2 separate regions of the Capra hircus genome follow, and region 1 is linked to region 2. Evidence: chromatin contacts called from public Hi-C data. All regions are on one chromosome and are shown on one strand. The core of a region is the stretch at or near the end of the contact, and the rest is flanking DNA. Distances in the headings are between cores, read along the strand shown.

What was found. A called contact is a pair of places that touch in the nucleus more often than the background predicts.
Region 1: a contact with region 2 is called in a Hi-C map of blood, with 5 times the contacts expected there. The contact joins the promoter of CLUL1 here to the enhancer-like site in region 2. A contact is called at or near these places in 2 of 5 Hi-C or Micro-C datasets (blood and liver).

What each region holds. Positions count from the first base shown.
Region 1 is chr24:35,850,055-35,855,493 of ARS1.2, reverse strand. It overlaps CLUL1 (clusterin-like protein 1), which reads right to left and starts at 1,491. Exons shown (of 8, transcript XM_005697062.2): 1 at 1,424-1,491; 2 at 351-469. The coding sequence starts at 456.
Region 2 is chr24:35,557,180-35,562,125 of ARS1.2, reverse strand. No RefSeq gene overlaps it. Among named protein-coding and RNA genes, the nearest start is that of THOC1, 8.9 kb to the right of the region's middle. Within about 2 kb of position 2,320, at least 1 of the 5 cell types and tissues checked has an H3K27ac peak or open chromatin away from gene starts, as enhancers often do.

The DNA of each region.
Region 1 (5,439 bases), core at 242-2,741, 290 kb before region 2:
TTTCAAATGCTAGCAAAGAATTTCACTGTTCGTTAAAACCATGCTCAGAGGACACCAAACATCTGGATGAACCCAAGCCGTGCAGCCTAAGACGCTGGCAAGTTTTATCTCTGCAATGGTGAACATCTGGAACTGTGAAGCATTCTCAGAGACACAATTGGAATTTTCTATTTTTAATCCAGATGTTTGGCATCTTGTCTACTTGGCTTAAGAGCCTGGAGAACGTCTCCCTGTGAGACTAGAGGGCGTTCTGAATGCGGTTATCTCTCAACTGTAAATCACAGTAAGTGCCAGGAGGACATGGAAACAGGCAGATGGGACACCGTGCAGAGAAAGAGACCAGACATTACCCTTCGGGTCTTCATGGGTAGAAATTCGGTCCTTCCCAGTAGGCGCACAGAGACAGTCTTTCAGCCGCAGCAGATACAGGATAAGCAGCAAGAGTGGCAGCTTCATCTTTCCGCCGTGACTGTGAAGGAAGGATAAACCTGTGTCAGATGCCTTCGGTGTAGTTTCTGTTGGCATCAGTTGAAAACACTTGGTGAGCCAAAGCATTTTTCTGTCGATTTTTCTTTATGACTTTAGACAATGTATGTTGATATGGTTGGGACATAGGAAGCTTGAAATCTAAATAAATTCTTTGAAAAGACAACCCAAATCCCTCTTTTGTTTGCATTCTTCATGGCAGTTAAATAAGGTCTTCATCTGAAGCATTTGAAATTTACGGCAACCAAAAGTATGGATCCCAGCCCCATAGAATCCAAACTTCATTTTATTTCCTTGTCAACAGTAAACAACCCCAAACACAGAATTAGCTATGTCAGAGGGGATTGTTTTTTCTCCAGAATTCTGAGGCCATAAGTAATTTTTAAACTAGATGTTTAACTTCTTATTTTTTTAATGAAAGCAAGATTTTTCTCATATATCTTATAAAAGCCATCAGATAAATGAATCACACACAAGTTTTTTTCTTCTCAGATAATAAATTTCCTTTTATATAATTAGTTGTAAACATTCCCAATAAAAAACATATGCTTTCACAGTTATATCTCTAGATTATCTTAACTCCCCCCAAAAAGGATATTTATATTTTTTATATATATTTGTTATTTTGGAATAAAAAACCAACCCTATATTATTTAATCTACATTTGGAATGTCTTTTTAAAATACTAGTAGTTACAAAGCTATCATATTTTACATCTAGAATTATCATTTCAGCTAATTCTTCTCTTTTTGTTAAGACCCTTTCAGTTTAGTGTTGGTCGCTCATTTGTGTACAACGCTTTGTGACCCCGTGGACTGTAGCCCACCAGGTTCCTCTGCCCAAAGGATTCTCCAGGCAGGAATACTGGAGTCAGGAGCCATTCCCTTCTCCCAGGGATCAAGACCCTATTTACCAAATAAAATTTTAACATATTTACCACTAATTTTGCAGGCTCTCCCCAGTGAGGTTGCCACCAGCTTCTGCAAGGACCTTCACTTTCCTCTGATTTAATGTTTGTCTGTGTCAGGGATTTAACCTTGTTCTATTAATTTGATGACACAGCTCTTAATCCTATTAACCTAACATTGTGAGATTAAGAGTATGGTTTAGAATGTGGTAGGGTTTTGAAAGAAACACTAGAGGGCGGGCTGTCTACATGATCAGAAACAGTGATCTTGAGCTACTTTATTTTACACAATTTTTTTTTAATACGGAATTCTTCATACATTTGGGTGTCATCCTTGTACAGGGGCCAGGCCTCTGTATTGTCCCAGTGTTTGTATCTGTGTTGCCAAAACAAGCATACACAGATATATTTGATAAGACTCATTAAAGCCTTAGAAATATTTTTTTAATTTGAAATTTTTTCTATATATCTTCTTACACAGGCTTCCCAGGTGGTTCAGTGGTAAAGAATCCGCCTGCCAATGCAGGAGACGCTGGTTCCATTCTTGGGTTGAGAAAGTCCCCTGGAGGAGGAAATGGCTACCCACTCCAGTATCCTTGCCTGGAAAATTCCATGGACAGTGGAGCCTGGCAGGCTACAGTCCTTGACATTTCAAAGAGTCAGACATGACTGAGCACGCATGTATGTACACGCGCACACACACACACACACACACACACACACACACACACACCTCTTTGTATACAGGTCAAACAAATTTCTTTGCTGGAAATATAAGGAACAATATGAAAAAGAGTAAGAAAATGCTTAGATAAAACATTTTGAGATAACTAATAAGGACCTACTGTATTGCGCAGGGAACTCTACTCCATACTCTGTGATGACCTATATGGGAACAGAATCTAAAAAAGAGTGGGTATATGTATACATGCAAGTGATTCTCTTTGCTGTACCTCAGAAACTAACACGGCATTGTAAAACAACTATACTCCAATAAAATTAATTTAAAAAACATTCTGAAGATTATTTACATAGTTGTTTGGCATTTTAAAAAAAACATATGCAAACATTTTAACTAGATGAAATGATAACATCTAGCATACAAAGAGTGTAATAGGTGAGCATTTCACTACAATATACTAATTGATTAGCTGAGCTAAAAATACAGCAAATGATTCTTCTAAAAACAATTAGAGAGTCACCATAGCAGCTACTGTAGTCTGGGTCTCTGGCTACTGAAATCTCAAGATTGTCTTGGGGTCCCTTTTCCAAGTTTGGAGGGATTCAATTTATTGATGCTTATTGATTGGACTTATTGATCACTACTTATTGATGCTCAGTACTTTCCAGCACGTCACACTGACTGTTCTAAACTGACTCGCCTGCCTTTTTGGGGCCCTTAGAAGTTGATCGTTGTGTCTGAGCAACCTGCAGTCTGGAGCAGAGATGATCCCCTGGGACACGGGGATGGGGAATTATAGGACACACCCGAAGTCTTGTCCACATCTCATTTAGCTGTCTTGTGTGTGTGCTAGGTCGGTTCAGTCATGTCCGACTCTTTGTGACCCCACGGACTGTAGCCTGCCAGGCTCCTCTGTCCATGGGGATTCTCTAGGCAAGAATACTGGAGTGGGCTGCCATTTCCTACACCAGGGACCTTCCTGACCAAGCGATTGAACCCAAGTCTCCTGCACTGACAGGCAGGTTCTTTACCCCTGGGAAGCCCTTAGCTGTCTTGACTATCTGGCAATTCTCTGTGTTAGTTGAAAACCTCTTAACTCTGCTAGAAAACAGATCAGCTCAAAGCAAACTCTGAACTATTATTATGTTAAGAAGCCTCATGTCACTTTTGAGCAAATCTAAACCACCTCTACAAACAGATGTGTCTCATTCTGAGAAGTGATCACATGGCCAAAGGAAGAAGCAGCACTTGGGGTCTTTTTCTCAGGAAGACAAGAGTCCACTTCTGGGAAAGTCAATCCTAGGAAATTGTGCAGCATCACTGCCAACTCTGACCCTGAGAAACCTTTCTTGTTACTTTTCTGTTGTCCAAATTTGGACTCACTTGAAGTCATGGCTGGACTCTACATGCTTTTTCCGTTTTTCTTTTTTTTTTTTTCCTTGTTGTTGTTTTGGCCTCAAGGCATGTGGGATCTTAGCTCCTGGACCAGGGATCAAACCAGCACCCCCTGCATTTGAAAGTGAAGTCTTAACCACTCGACCACCAGGGAAGTCCCAGCAAGCTCACATTTTGTTGAAAATGAAGCCAATGTTTAGGAAGACTGGTGGCTCATTCTCTAGTGGCAGGTTTGTTTTCCTCTGTATTCCATCAGTTCAGTTCAGGCGCTCAGTCATGTCCAACTCTGCAACCCCATGGACTGCAGCAAGCCAGGCTTCCCTTTCCACCACCAGCTCCCGGAACTTGCTCAAACTCATGTCCATTGAGCTGATGATGCCATCCAACCATCTCATCCTCTGTCGTCCCCTTCTCCTCCTACCTTCAGTCTTTCCCAGCATCAAGATCTTTTCCAATGAGTTCGCTTTTTGCATCGGATGCCCAAAAAGTATTGGAGCTTCAATTTCAGCATGAGTTCAGTTCAGTTCAGTTGCTCAATCATGTCCGACTCTTTGCGACCCCATGAATTGCAGCACGCCAGGCCTCCCTGTCTATCACCAACTCCCGGAGTTCACTCAGACTCATGTCCATTGAGTCAGTGATGCCATCCAGCCATCTCATCCTCTGTCGTCCCCTTCTCCTCCTGCCCCCAATCCCTCCCAGAATCAGAGTCTTTTCCAATGAGTCAACTCTTCACATGAGGTGGCCAAAGTACTGGAGTTTCAGCTTCAATATCATTCCCTCCAAAGAAATCCCAGGGCTGATCTCCTTCAGAATGGACTGGTTGGATCACCTTGCAGTCCAAGGGACTCTCAAGAGTCTTCTCTAATACCACAGCTCAAAACCATCAATTCTTCAGTGCCCAGCCTTCTTTATGATCCAACTCTCACATCCATACATGACCACTGGAAAAACCATAGCTTTGACTAGATGGACCTTTGCTGGCAAAGTAATGCCTCTGCTTTTTAATATACTGTCTGGGTTGGTCATAGCTTTTCTTCCAAGGAGCAAGCATCTTTTTTGGCTGCAGTGACCATGTTTCCCGTTAAAGTGTAATTTCTGAAAACAGAACTTTATTGCTTATTAGTACTAATTACTTTTAAAATATCCTGAAGCTTCCAAACAGTTTCTTCCTCTAATTATTTCATCTGTTTTCACAGCTGTTATTTTGTTCTTAAGATTAGGCAACACTTCATGCAAATCTGGTTACTTTCATAATTATGACATCACTATGTTCAAGATTTAAGCAGGGCGTAAAATACTATATTAATAACTAGTAGGTTGGTAACTTTCCCAGGTGGCGCTAGTGGTAAAGAACCTGCCTGCCAGGGCATGAAACATAAGAGGTGTGGGTTGGATCTCTGGGTTGGGAAGATCCCCTGGAGGAGGGCATGGCAACCCACTCCAGTACTCTTGCCTGGAGAATCCCATGGACAGAGGAGCCTGGCGGGCTACAGTCCACAGGGTTGCAAAGAGTCAGACACGATTGAAGCGACTCAGCACGCAGCATGCAAAGCTTGGTAACTAAGGAGGCCTAGAAGCAAGGTAATCTTAATCAAGGACAACAAAAAGATGCACAGGGTATTCACTGAAAAATGGAGGAGTCAGACAGATGGACTTGAACAGGTCAGGCTTGGACAGCGCATCTTCCATGTGCGCCTGTAACGAACCTGCTGCTGTATCATCCCTGATTAGACTGGCCCACCCTGCCTCTGGCACAGCCGGACAACTTCTGGGCTTCCCTTTGGGCACCTATTTGGCAGACAGCAGGCCGAGAAGCCTGTGTCATCTATGCTCATTCCTCTGTGGAGCCCAGATCCAGGATACAATGCCAGTGGTCCCTGGAGTCGAGCAGCCTGGCAGGGGTGGGTCCTGCGCATGAGCTGGGGTTTACTGTCTTGCACAGGAAGGAGGGTGAAGTCAGCGCATT
Region 2 (4,946 bases), core at 1,071-3,570:
AGTATGAAGAGGGCACTTAAAATCCCTGCTTCTTAAAACTCTAGTTTGACTTCTCACTAACCATTGGTTAGAACCTCACTGCATTGTATGCTTGCTTGCAAGGGTGGAAGAAATATAGTGTATGCAGCTGTCTGCCCAAAGAAAAAAATGGATATTTTTGATGAATGGCTAACCATCTGCTTGGAAGCAGGTAAACATTTTATCTATTTTTGCAGGAATGCCTTCTGCTGTGCATTGTAGGGTTGAAGTGAAGTGAAGTGAGGTTGCTCAGTCGTGTCTGACTCTTTGCGACCCCATGGACTATACAGCCCACCAGGCTCCTCGGTCCATGGGATTTTCCAGGCATGAATACTGGAGTGGGTTGCCATTTCCTTCTCCAGGGGATCTTCCTGACCCAGGGATCGAACCCAGGTCTCCCGCATTGTAGACAGACACTTTACCATCTGAGCTACCGGGGAAGTCTTAAAACCCATCAAAAACATTGTAGGGTTAGTAGCAAGCAAACATTAGTGAAACAAGGGGTGTCTGAGTGACTGCTGAGATTCAGTCAGTTCAGTTCAGTCACTCAGTTGTGTCCGACTCTTTGCAACCCCATGAATGGCAGCATGCCAGGCCTCCCTGTCCATCACCAACTCCTGGAGTTCACTCAGACTCACATCCATTGAGTCAGTGATGCCATCCAGCCATCTCATCCTCTGTCGTCCCCTTCTCCTCCTGCCCCCAATCCCTCCCAACATCAGAGTCTTTTCCAATGAGTCAACTCTTCGCATGAGGTGGCCAAAGTGCTGGAGTTTCAGCTTTAGCATCATTCCTTCCAAAGAACACCCAGGGCTGATCTCCTTCAGAATGGACTGGTTGGTGCTGAGATTAGAGTAACAATAACTTTCAGTAAGTCTGAGCCAGAGTCCTCATCTGTAAAAGTACACAAAACTTTGAGGATCAAATAAGACAAGGTGTAAATAACTTACAAAGGTGCACATGTAAGCTCTCAGTACGTTTATAGTTATTATTACTCTGATCTCAGTTGTCTCTTATTAATGTCATTTGGAAGTTTTGCTGCTATTTAATTCATATATTTGCTTTTAGTCCTGTAGTTACATAAACGTCATATACATGAGATGTTTATATTTAGTTTTATGTTTGTTCACTTAAGAGACATGAAATAATTTTAATCATCACAAGGGATCTGTGGAAATGTTATCCTTTTTTAAAAAGGGGTTTATTCATTTAAATTTGGGAAATCTTGTAGCAGAATCAGGCTTGATGCTATTCACATCGCAGCCTCCCCACTTAACCACCAGTTTATTCAGTCTTTGCTGGTCCCTACCTCCCCCTCTGTGAAATGGGCACAAAACTAACACATCACAGTCACTGTGCTGGGAATTGAGATAATGCATGTGACAGACTTGTCTAACACTTAGCATATCCCCAGTAAATACAAATTCCCTTCCCTGTCTCATAATATTTTCAAATTGAGTGAAAGGAATTACTTGAAATGCAAAACTAACAAGGTCATGTCTTTAAAGAATTCCTCCCTTTTAAGAAAATGGAATCATAATTTGCCTGGACATTTCCAGAGTCTCATCAGCTAGAATACTGATCAAGATGCAATAATAAAAAAAAAAAAAAGAGGAAGAAGCCCCTGCAAAATAGGAAAGGCAATGCTCATATTACAAATGTATGTGAAAGTCTAGCTCCCTGTTTTTGAGAAAGAAATGAAGATGAAAGAAAAGGAATGTTGGAGATACAATCCCTTGAGGTTTCCACATAGCAGGCTCAGAATAGCAGTAAGCTACCTGATGGAAAGGATTTTAAGGAAGGAGCATTGCTTCTCCTGGTTTGCCCATTCTGAGCACCCAAGTCCTTCCTACAGTTCAGGCGGGAGTTGTTTTCCTTCACTTTGAAAGCCTTTTTGGTTCCTATATTTGCAAAGGCTCAGAGTTCATTTCAGATCTAACCTTCAATACAGCCGCCCATTTTATTTGTTCACCCGGGTAATATTTTTCTACTCTCTTAGTCCTGCAGCTCCATCTGGGGCGCTCCCTCTTGAAACCTCAGTTACTGCTCAGTCAGTACTCTCCTAGTGATTATATCCCAGGGTCAAAGGAGATGGGCTTATTTTATTCCCTATTTTGAACACACTTCATTGTTGGGGTTCAGGCTAAAAATGGATTTCCACACATTCTTTTCTGCAGGACCAGAGCAATGGTTCTTGCGGCATGACATTCATTAGCAGTCACCTCCCAAATCCTCTCACACATACACGTTGAGAAAAACTACTCGGTGACTCAGAGTGGGGGCCATGAATACAGTCAGACACATCAGGAAGGGTCAGCCACAGTAGTGATGACTAATCACTGAATCCAACACAAGAAGGGTCAGATCAGTTAGAGCAGGAGAGAGAGGCATCCCGGAAGAGGCAAAAATGTATGCAAGTTATTAGACACAAAAGGAACTGAGAGTAGCTTAGTCTGGCTGCAAAGTATGTGGTTAGAAGGTGAGGCAAAACAAAAGAAAAACAACGTATAATTATGCCTCTGGAGTCAAATACACTCAAACTCAAATTCTACTCCTGTAAAGAATTCTTGAAATTCTCTGAGTCTTGGTTTTCTCATTTGTGTAGATTTCTTAAAAAATAAGGAATCAATGAGCTCATGTACATAAAGCATAAAAAAATGACGGCAAAAGAAACCAATGTATGCTTAGCATATGGTAACTTATTATGAACATAAATATGTGTGTGCTCAGTCTCTCAGTGGTGTCTGACTCTTTGCAACCCCATGGACTGTAGCCCACCAGGTTCCTCTGTCCACGGGATTCTCTAGGCAAAAATACAGGAGTGGGTAGCCATTTCTTCCTCCAGGGAATCTTCCTGACCCAGGATTGAACATGCATCTCCTGGGTTGGCAGGCAGATTCTGACCACTGAGCCACCAGGGAAGCCCAAATATGAATATATCAATATATGAAGCTGATGGGTTGGGCATGGACATACTATGAATAGTTTTGAATGTGGCGCTTAATCCAATGAGGTCTTGAAAGCTATTTGGAGCCACTGAAGGACTGGACTGATCAGATTTCTGTTTTCATTAAGGCAGACACTCAAGTAAAAGGCAGTGTGCTAATCACTGTGGGACATGTTTGAATACAAATACTATCTTCGACTCCCAGTCTCCGCTTCACTGCCATCAACTGCTGAGGATTTAGTGTGGGTCCGGTGCTAACTTCAAAACAGGAAACTCTTCCCTACTTTCCATTTACAAAGTGGGAGGAAGGAAGCCAGAGTTGGGCAAAGAAAGATTGTAGTGGAAAGTCTAACCAGAACCAGCCTAGCCCCAAGGGCAAAGTGCTTCATTTTCCTCCAAGAGTTATGAATAAAAATAGCACATGCTACAGTGAAGGTCACAAAACCTCATGAAATAGTCATGACTTAGTAATTCCCCTTGATGTAGGTCTTTTTCATTTCTTTTTGAAATTGACATACACAGCTATTAGAGGAACTCCTTAAGAGAAAAAACACCAACAAAGTCCAGCTGAGTCTTCCTGACTCCTGCAGCCTGGATGGAGCTGTCAAGTTGCTCAAAATTAAGGAAAAGGAAGTGTTCTAACACAGCATAAAACGTACATACGTACCATTTTTTCTGTAGTAATAACTGACTTACAATTTGCATTGACCAAAGAAGTTAAAGATCAGTACCAGAATGCACTTCAGATAGAAATAAATCTAAATACAAAAATTTCTCTTCTGTCTCTTCCCTTTTAGAGGAGATATTTCCGTGCAAATGCTGACCTCTTGTGGTAAGAACCAGTTACTTCAAAGAGGGTATCATTCCAAAGGAATTTAAGATAATTTGTGTTATCATAGATAAGAGAGTTTTGCCAAGAGTCCACTGGTCATAGAAAACACCCTCTTCCAACAAAACAAGCGATGACTGGATACATGGACATCATGAGATGGCCAATACTGAAACCAGATTGATTATATTCTTTGCAGTCACAGATGGAGAAGCTATAAACAGTCAGTAAAAACAAAACCAAGAGCTGACAGTGGCTCAGATCATTAACTCCTTATTGCAAAACACAGACTTAAACTGAAGAAAGTAGGGAAAACCACTAGGCCCTTTAGGATGACTAAATCAAAACCCTTACCGTACAAGTGACATAGATTCAGGGGATTAGATCTGATCAGCAGAGTGACTATGGACGGAGGTTCGTGACATTGTACATGAAGTGGTGATCAAAACCATACCCAAGGAAAAGAAATACAAAAAGGCAAAACGGTTGTCTAAGGAGGCCTTACAAATAGCTGAGAAAAGAAGAGAAGTGATAGGCAAAGGAGAAAAGAAAAGATATACCTATCTGAATACAGAGTTCCAAAGAGATAAAAAAAGAGGAGAGATAAAAAAAACCTTCCTCAGTGATCAGTGCAAAGAAACAGAGGAAAAGAATAGAATGGGAAAGAGATCTCTTCAAGAAAATTAGAGATACCAAGGAAACATTTCATGCAAAAATGGGCACGATAAAGGACAGAAGCAGTATGGACCTAAAAGAAGCAGAAGATATTAAGAAGCGGTGGCAAGAATATACAGAATTGTACAAAAAAGATCTTCATGACCTAGATAATCATGATGGTGTGATCACTCACCTAGAGCCAGACATCCTGGAATGAGAAGTCAAGTAGGCCTTAGGAAGAATCATTATGCACAAAGCTAGCAGAGGTGATGGAATTCCAGTTGAGCTATTTCAAATCCTGAAAGATGATGCTGTGAAAGTGCTGCACTCAATATGCCAGCAAATTTGGAAAACTCAGCAGCGGCCACAGGACTGGAAAACGTCAGTTTTCATTCCAATCCCAAAGAAAGGCAATGCCAAAGAATGCTCAAACTACCGCACAATTGCACTCATCTCACACGCTAGTAAAGTGATGTTTAAAATTATCCAAGCCAG